Regions from separate parts of the Mus musculus genome. Here all the other regions are linked to region 1. Evidence: chromatin contacts called from public promoter capture Hi-C data. All regions are on one chromosome and are shown on one strand. Each heading gives the region's core, a stretch centred on a gene start, on an enhancer-like site or on the middle of the called end of the contact. The rest is flanking DNA. Distances are from core to core; before and after follow the strand shown. Region 1 holds the start of Oprk1 (opioid receptor, kappa 1). Region 2 has its middle 150 kb from the start of Atp6v1h. Region 3 holds the start of Atp6v1h (ATPase, H+ transporting, lysosomal V1 subunit H).

Evidence for each region. Promoter capture Hi-C pulls out the DNA fragments that hold promoters and counts their contacts.
Region 2: a contact with region 1 is called in a promoter capture Hi-C map of embryonic stem cells, with 3 times the contacts expected there. The contact joins the enhancer-like site here to the promoter of Oprk1 in region 1. A contact is called at or near these places in 4 of 39 promoter capture datasets (embryonic stem cells, hippocampal neurons, liver and 1 more), 1 of 115 datasets of contacts at active chromatin or transcription factors (stem cell-derived neural progenitor cells) and 1 of 9 other capture datasets (adipose tissue).
Region 3: a promoter capture Hi-C map of neural stem cells shows a contact between it and region 1. The contact joins the promoter of Atp6v1h here to the promoter of Oprk1 in region 1. A contact is called at or near these places in 6 of 39 promoter capture datasets (cranial neural crest, embryonic stem cells, liver and 2 more).

Annotation. Positions count from the first base shown.
Region 1 is chr1:5,586,871-5,589,800 of GRCm38.p6, reverse strand. Oprk1 (opioid receptor, kappa 1) reads right to left here and starts at 1,308. Exons shown (of 4, transcript NM_011011.2): 1 at 1,138-1,308; 2 at 496-766. The coding sequence starts at 752.
Region 2 is chr1:5,227,419-5,230,264 of GRCm38.p6, reverse strand. No RefSeq gene overlaps it. Among named protein-coding and RNA genes, the nearest start is that of Atp6v1h, 150 kb to the right of the region's middle. Within about 2 kb of position 1,279, at least 12 of the 459 cell types and tissues checked have an H3K27ac peak or open chromatin away from gene starts, as enhancers often do. A contact at or near this core is called in embryonic stem cells, where this site is marked.
Region 3 is chr1:5,081,548-5,084,636 of GRCm38.p6, reverse strand. Atp6v1h (ATPase, H+ transporting, lysosomal V1 subunit H) reads right to left here and starts at 1,551. Exons shown (of 14, transcript NM_133826.5): 1 at 1,359-1,551; 2 at 74-220. The coding sequence starts at 186.

The DNA of each region.
Region 1 (2,930 bases), core at 59-2,558:
ACACACACACACACACACACAAATCTGAATTATCTCCCATGCATTTGGTGGGCCCAGAATTTATTTAAAGAAATATTAGACAGGGCAATAAAGTGACTCAATCCAGAGCAGGCAAACAAGCAAGGGCTTACACAGATATTCTAATTTCTTTACCAGGAAACGACCTTGTGATCAGAACCCTGGCATTTTCTTGCGTGTTCTCTTAGCTGAGGTTTGTAGCCTCCCTTTTGATGTGGGCAGGTAGCTCTTAAATCCTAAAAGTACCTTGGATTAGCCCTGTATGAAACCCACAATTCCTGACAAAACACTCTCCCAGGAAATTCTTTTAAGATGTCACCTTGGAGAATCTCTCAGGAACCCTGAATAGAAGAGACCCTGCACTCACTTGGCTGTCTGGTATACACACACACACACACACACACACAAATTGTCTACTGTCAACACACCACCACCACCACCACCACCACCACCACCGAGACCTGTCCCTGAACTCACCGGATGATGACAAACATGACCAGAGAATTGCCCACTAAGCCCACCACAAATACCACAGAGTAGACAGCGGTGATGATAACAGGGATGGCCGGAGAGATGTGCGCGGACTCCAGCTGCTGATCCTCTGAGCCCACACTGCCATTACTGTCGGATTCTGCCCAGTTGGGGAACCAAGAGCTGCTGTTGGGGAGAAGGCAAGCACTGGGAGAGCAGGTAGGGCCTGGATCTCCTCGGAAGATCTGAATGGGGGACTCCATGGTGAGCGCTGCAGCTGGAAAGCGAGAAGGTGGCACTTGCGGGGCTGCAGGAGCAGAGAACAGATTGAACCCAGAGAGACAAACTTTGCCTGTACAGGCAGGGCTGGAGGCGCAGGAGCCCGCAACCCCAGGACTCAGTCTGGCCGCCCATCCCAAGGAAGGAGCAGACAGGTTGAAATCCCCTTCCCACCCCCTACCCCTACCTCCACTGCAGCTATTAAACTGAGAGTATTTGCACCTTTTTGGAGCCCTGAGGTTGCTTCACCCTCGGGCGTTGTGCTGTCCACTCCTGTGGCTGCCTCTACCCTGCCTGTCTGTGCATGCAACCCCAAGAAGCACTAGCCACAGCAATTTCCCCACTGTGCCTCGAAAGCCCCAAGCTCACCTCCAGATCGCTGATTGGCGACCTCCCTTCCCAAGTCACCGTCAGCTTTCCAAGTCACCACTTTAGATCCTGAGTAGCTGTTCAGCCCTGATGGGTCCACGTTCCTGATGCTCAATTTGTGCCTTCCAAGACTGGAAGAAGCTCTGCCTGTTTGGGATCAGCAAGGTGCGCCGGGGACAGGCAAGCTGAGAGCTGCAGGGCTGGTTGCCCCCGCCCTGCTCCCCATCTCAGCCTATCCCCGCCCATCCCCTCCTCTCCAAGCCACGCCCCCTCAGAGCTGACCCAGGCCAGTCTGCCGCTCTGCCAAGGCTCACTAACTCCAACTGCCCAAGCTGCTTGCCGCTTCTCTCTCTGCAGCTTCCTGGCGGGCGGTCTGATGCTTAGCTAAGGTCCAGTAACTGAAAGGGCCCTGTACAGTGACAAGAGTGCATGGGATCATTCCGTGTGTTTGGAATTTCTTTTCTTCAGAGTTCCCAGGACTAGTGTCTTTAAGCAAGGAAGCAAGTGGTAGCACTGAATTTTATTTATTGAAGGATACAAATAAAATGGCCAAATAATCTTGTCAGAATCAAACAGATCATATAGAATTAGTGGGTTAAGATCTATTAATGGAAAGCTACTGTGCATCTTGTCACCCTTTCTGCTCTGTCTAGAATGGCAGGTTGCAAGAACACTGTACTTACAGGTACTAATATTATTGCCTGCTATTACTGCACACATTCTCCTTTCCTAGGCTCTGCTGTTGCAGCAGGAGAGTAATTATTTATGTTAATCTCAGCCATGAAGTTCTTGCCTATACCAAATGCAGATAATTCAAACCTTTGTGAGAAACAGTCTCAACTATGTGTAAAATATTGACAGTCCAGGTGTCCCTGTCAGAATCTGTTGGGTAAAAGAGGCCCTAAGAGAAAGATGCTCTTGGGGATCCAGAGCTGGGTCCCTAAGAAATATTCCAAAAGAAAAAGAAGTGCTGTGGAACTGGAACCACCCAAGGGTGAGACACTCGAATTTTCCCAGGAGTTTCAAGGACTTAGATAAACCAGATCCCCATTGTTTCCCATAATGTACATCATGTCCACAGGTGGGCATTTTAGTGGCAGACTCAAGTCTATTCATGCGATGATGATAGGAGGGGGGCTCCTTGAACTTCTGCTGCTTACTAACTGAAGGAGATTTGGCCATCTGCCTGCACAGTTTACAGATGTACAATTTTTTTTACTCTGCTGCATATAAAGCAAGACGAACATTCTCCTTTGGCAACAGTGTTTTCAACTCCCAGCTCTGAGGACCATTTTCAAGTCTTGCAAATTTTCATTGCAAAGAGTGTGGTTGGTTTTTGTCAATATGACACAAACATAGTCATATCTTGGAAGAAAGGATCTCAACTCAGAAAGTGCTTCTTTATAAATGGCCTGTAGGGACCCAGAAGGAACAACATGGTATGTATGCATTTATTATTGGATATTAGCCATAAAGGATAATCATGCTACAATCCACACATCCAAGGAGGCTAAATGATAAGAAGGACTTACGAAAGGATGCATGGATCTTCCTGGAAAGAGAAAATAGAATAGATTTTGAGGGTGTACTGGGTGAAGGTTGGATGGGAACAGATGGGATCAGGTATGGTGGAGGGAGGAATGGAGGGAGAAAGTTCTGGAAAGATGACTGGAATTGTGAGACATTTTGGGGCAATGTAAAAACTTAATGCAATGGAAACTCCCTGAAATCTACTAGGGTGACCCTAATGAGGACTATGAGTAATGAGGAATACAAAGCCTAAACCAGCCATC
Region 2 (2,846 bases), core at 30-2,529, 360 kb after region 1:
ACTACAGCTGTCTGGTTCTTGCCTTTCCGTCCATTCCTGTGCTTCCTATGTTATCTGAATGCAGTGTGGGGATTGGTTGTAAGGCAGTGGGTTGCACTTCCACTGTTTCCAAGGATCTTACTGCCCTAGGGAGGTGACATGAAGCCAAAGGACCCATGATAGCAAACATCATAAATTGGCATCAAATTAGCGAAGGAAAAGTAGAGGTTGTTTGATGGAGAACAAGGAGAGAACACCTTAGTGTAGAAGATAAGCCAGGACTCGGGGAAGAAGGATGCAGGCCCTAAGGAGTGTGGTCCTGAGTGAGGCACTGGAAGGATCCAGGTTTTCCTCAGGCTCAGTCTTGTCCTTGAAGATCCCAGCTATTCCCACACTAATCCATGAGATTGATTCCCCCACAGGATTCTCCACAGTAGATGCAGAGAGCTTCATCAATTTGTGCAAATATAGGCTTAACCCTGGGAACTATGGCTGATCCTTCAGCCTAGAGGAGTTAACCCAACTTCTCTTGCTGCCAGCAATAAACAGTGCACAGTTGCCTGAGAAATGTCTGGGACTCCCTGGGGGAAGGGTCAGGTCTCATAACATAAATGAAGTCAGAAACTCAGAACTTTTCTGCTCCTCTAAAATGTTATTCAAAATGTTTTTCAGGAGGCAGGAACAGATCTTTGAGACCTAGTAAAAATTATCTGAGTAGTGGGCAGAACAAAATCTACTGTGAATAGAACCTAAAGAATGGGAATAGGACCCTATAGACCCAAAATACAAGCAAGTTACACATCAGCAGTTACAGGGACCTGGATTTTCCACAAAGTCTACCTGAGCCAGTGTCCTGGTAAGAACTAGTCACCAAAACTCATCAACTTCAAAGAGGTCCTCAGATGGCAACTATGAAGGAAGCAGTGAGTGCAGCTCCAAGTCCAACTGCAGGAGCACAACTGTCACGCACAGTCATTCAGTCCCCTTATTCAAGAAAAACTCTTGAGACTCTTAGATCTCACAGACATGAGAAAGTAGGTCTGAGCAGCACAAGTGAACTGCCCAGGACAGTAGACAGTTGCACCTATGAGAGCATAGTCAGCAGGAGCCCACAGTCCTCGGTGCCTGGCAGGGCAACCATGAGCAATAACAACATGACCTCTTCCAGGGCCAGGCTGGGCCACGAGGAAGTAATAAAGCCCAGCCACACTGGCAGCAATTGTCCTAGACTCCCTAGAGACTCTGTGGGGCCTTCTCTCTTACCCAGCTGTTGATCCACAAGAAGATGCTTTCATCTCAGTAACAGCTGCAGGCAATCCAAGCAGGAGCACTAACAGATTATACCACACAGTGTCCAATACACTCTAACCATGAGCAAGAGAAAGGAGAATCCATTTACTCGGTGAACAATTCTGAGCCATCTTTTGTGCCAAGCAATGATTAGAAAAACATAGGGCACTTTCACAAGTGGTGGGCTGTGGTGGCCTCATTGTGAGGGCTCTGGGATGTTGAGTGAATAAAGAAAAGCTGCTCTTGGCAGATGCCAATGAAAACAAAAAAAAAAAAAATGAACGAGGGCCAGCACCAACCATCTAGTCCAAGCTGAACCACTCCGAGGAAAAAGAGAGCCTGGACCTACAATGGTCAAATATGATTGATTGCCTTAAATTCAAGGTTCTGCCAACAAAACATGGGGATGACAGAGCAGGAGTGGGTTGAGTTCCTTAAAAATAAATAAATAAAGCATAGGCTTTGCACCATGAATTTGTGCAACAAGTTTCCCACTTATTTAAGACAAAAATGTCAATGCTGAGAATGTCAAACAGTTTTCCAGTGTATATTTTCAAATTGTTTATTACATTTACTTATTATTAAATGGATCACATAGCATGGCATACCCATGGAAGTCAGAGAACAAGTTCTCTGGAAATAAAACTGTTGGGGCCAGCCTGAGGCTTTCATATCCGGGTTCGAGCCTGGGAGACAGCCTGGAGCTGAAAAAGAAGAGGGAACCTAGGTGGATAGAGAAATAATGGAACCAAATCGAACTAGTCTGCTCAAGGTTCTTATGTTTAATGGCAGACATGCTTTATAAATGAGAGAGGAAGCCCATTCCTGCCAATTCATCTTTGGAGCCCAGCTGCAGGTGACCACCTGTAGGATCGGATGTAGTCTCCCCAATAGCCAAGCCAACTCCCAGCAGGTAGCAGCAGCGACAGTGGCTGAACAATAGAGTGATCTAGGGAGGCAGGCTCCACCCTAGATAATCTCCTTAGTGGCAACAAAGTTGAGGTCTGGTTCAGCGAGGTTCAGGTTGCAGTGGGGTGGGGGGGGGTTGTGTGTGTTTACATAAAACAAACACAGTCGAGGTATAAAAAAAGAGCACAAGAGTCATTTCCACAGCAACACCCTTCGTGAGTGATTTTACTTAGGGTATATGTATGTATTTATATGGGCTGGACTGTTCTTAAATCTGTCTAGTTTAAGACTACAGGGATTAAAGTGACTGAGAGAAATATACCCGGGCATCCCTATAAGTCAGAGTCAGTTCTCTGCTTCCAACATTTGGGTTCTTAAGGATCAAATTCAGGTTGTGAGACTTGGCAGCAAGTGCCTTTACTTGCTAAGCCATCTTGCCAACCTCAGTGTACATCTAATGATGTAGCACAAACTTTCCAAGAGCATTATTCTCTAGTTTGCGTTAACTTCAGGGCAATGTGTGTACTTACTCGGTCACACTCGATTGGTAGAAAAGGCATCAGGCTGGCTTATAGTTGTTGATTAGCATTTCTTAAAGTAAGAATTCTGTCCCCCTCATAGCACATGGAATCTAGGAGACATAGACCCTATTCCTTTAAGCATTGCAT
Region 3 (3,089 bases), core at 302-2,801, 510 kb after region 1:
TAGAAGCATGACCATGAAAAAGCCTGATGGAAAAGCACATGACATCCATGACTCACAACAAACCAGTACGCACTGAAGATAAGACTGCCAGTTCACTTTGTTGGCACGAACTTCAGCAGCCTTGGCCGCAATGATGTTAGTTGGGACAGCAGCATCCACAGCACCTCGAATGTCCATCTTGGTCATCTAAACTTTATGACTTTGAATGTTTCCCACAGACCTTCAAGATAAAAACAGGATAGCAGCCATTTAATTTTTTGAACTACAAGTATTAATATAACCATATTGATTTCACTTAGCTTGAATATTAAATATCCTAGGTCTGAAAAGCATTACCGTATTTCAAATTCTGTCTACCACCCCATAAAAGGCTTTCTATTGACTTGTTCTTTTTCCAGGGAAGAGTTTTTAATTCTTAGCCTCAATAAACACTGAGACGTTTAAAATGACCACTTAAGAGACTGACAGCAAAATCAGAACTAAACTGAATATTAAGCCAATCTCTTTGACCACCTTAGTGCAATCATACCCAGTGCTTAGAATACATTAAAAATAACCCAGAAGTCCACTACTTTAAATCTATTCAATCACGTTCTAATCTCTTCTACAAAAAATAAAATTAAAAAAGGGTCAATTATGGTATTTATGGGCATCTATTATGCTTCGATTTGCAAAGACACTATATTAATTCCTTTCTTTAAAATTACTGATTCAAAATAAAATACACTAAGAGGTGTGGTATACCAGGACCTTCTTTTCAAACAGAAATTGACAAACATTTCCAAAATCAATATTGAAAGAAATTTCTGAAACAACGTATGTCCAACCAACAATAGGAGTCTATTCTGACAAGAAAAATATACAATAATGTGCTACTAAAAAAAAAAAAAAAAATTCCCAGTCCTCAACGTAATAGATAAGTTACATCTCATTCTACTACGATGCAAAAACCATTCCCAAAACGTACGTTCTTACCTACGAGCAAAAGGAGGTTTAAAAATAAAATCATACCCAAATTCTATTCCGCGTTGCCGAAGTGCTTAGTCAGTGTGGAACTTAGATTTCTCTTTGTGGGAACTCGCTGCCTGAACAAGCAAGGTCGGCGCAGACTGCGGGTCCCAGGTAAAACCGGCTCCATCCGGGCAAGGCTGGCACCAAAGGCACAGCGCAGCCTTCCCGGGCGGCCCGACCCCCGCGGCTCTCCCGGCCCGGCCCGGCCCGGCCCAGGCCTGCCCACCCCCGCGCTCTCTGCTTCCCTCCGAGGGGAGGAAGGCCCTGCGGCTCCGCAGACCCTGGCGCGGCCGGCAGGGAAACCAGTCGGCTCTCCGGAGCCGGGGAGGGACCCCAGGCGGCCTCACCTGGATAGCCTCGGGGAGTGAGGGCCGCACGGGCGGGCAGGCGCCGGTCGAGCTCCGAGGTCTCAGTGGCCACGGGAGACCCAGAGCAGAACGAAGGCGACTCCGTGGGAGACGTTGCGAGCCTCACTCAGAGGAAGCCGGAACAGCTACGAAGTGACAGCAGCGTCTGGCACGTGAGCAGCCGCACGTGACCGCAGCTGAGGGCGGAAGCCGAGAGCGCCCAAAACTGCTGGACCGCGCACCAAATGGCCTTTCCCAGGCCACTTAACTTGGTCACTTCAAACTGGCAGAGCTCGCCACCCTGCAGGCCACTGGTGCCAAAAAGCCAAAAATCTTTGAAGAAGCTTGGTTTATGACCTTTGAGTGGTTTGGGTTTGTTTGAATTAAACATCTCAGCGGGCCAGGCATTCATACTCCGATTTTAAGCATAAGACTCAGACTGAGAAATGAATCATAGACCCATGGTATAAGTATATGTAGACCCACCAGTAATACATGTCTCAGAAAAAGTTATTCATTGTTTACCTAACTTCATTTTTCTCTAGGCTTATATGATGAACAGAGACAGTCTATGAATTTAGAGCTTTATTGTAGGAAGATAAAGAGAAAAAGAGAAGATAAAAGAAAGAGAGGGGCCGGCCATAGCCAAGTGGAGAGAGGGGGAAGGGAGAGAAGGAGGGCTAGAGAGGAGTAAGAAAGGTGAGAGCTTAAGAGAGAGAGGAGGTCCCAAGCAGCCCCTTTTATAGTTGGCTGGGCAATCTTTTAATTTTTAATATTTTTATTAGGTATTTTCCTCATTTACATTTCCAGTGCTATCCCAAAAGTCCCCCATACCCTCCCCCCCCCCACTCCCTTACCCACCCTCTCCCACTTTTTGGCCCTGGCGTTCCCCTGTACTGGGGCATATAAAGTTTGCCTTTATATGGGCCTCTCTTTGCAGTGATGGCCGACTAGGCCATCTTTTGATACATATGCAGCTAGAGTCAAGAGCTCCGGGATATTGGTTAGTTCATAATGTTGATCCACCTATAGGGTTGCAGATCCCTTTAGCTCCATTGTGTAGATGTACCACATTTTCTGTATCCATTCCTCTGTTGAGGGGCATCTGGGTTCTTTCCAGCTTCTGGCTATTATAAATAAGGCTGCTATGAACATGGTGGAGCATGTGTCCTTCTTACCAGTTGGGGCATCTTCTGGATATATGCCCAGGAGAGGTATTGCTGGATCCTCCGGTAGTACTATGTCCAATTTTCTGAGGAACCACCAGACTGATCTCCAGAGTGGTTGTACAAGCCTGCAATCCCACCAACAATGGAGGAGTGTTCCTCTTTCTCCACATCCACGACAGCATCTGCTGTCATCTGAATTTTTGATCTTAGCCATTCTGACTGGTGTGAGGTGGAATCTCAGGGTTGTTTTGATTTGCATTTCCCTGATGATTAAGGATGTTGAACATTTTTTCAGGTGCTTCTCTGCCATTCGGTATTCCTCAGGTGAGAATTCTTTGTTCAGCTCTGAGCCCCATTTTTTAATGGGGTTATTTGATTTTCTGAAGTCCACCTTCTTAAGTTCTTTATATATGTTGGATATTAGTCCCCTATCTGATTTAGGATAGGTAAAGATCCTTTCCCAATCTGTTGGTGGTCTCTTTGTCTTATTGACGGTGTCTTTTGCCTTGCAGAAACTTTGGAGTTTCATTAGGTCCCATTTGTCAATTCTCAATCTTACAGC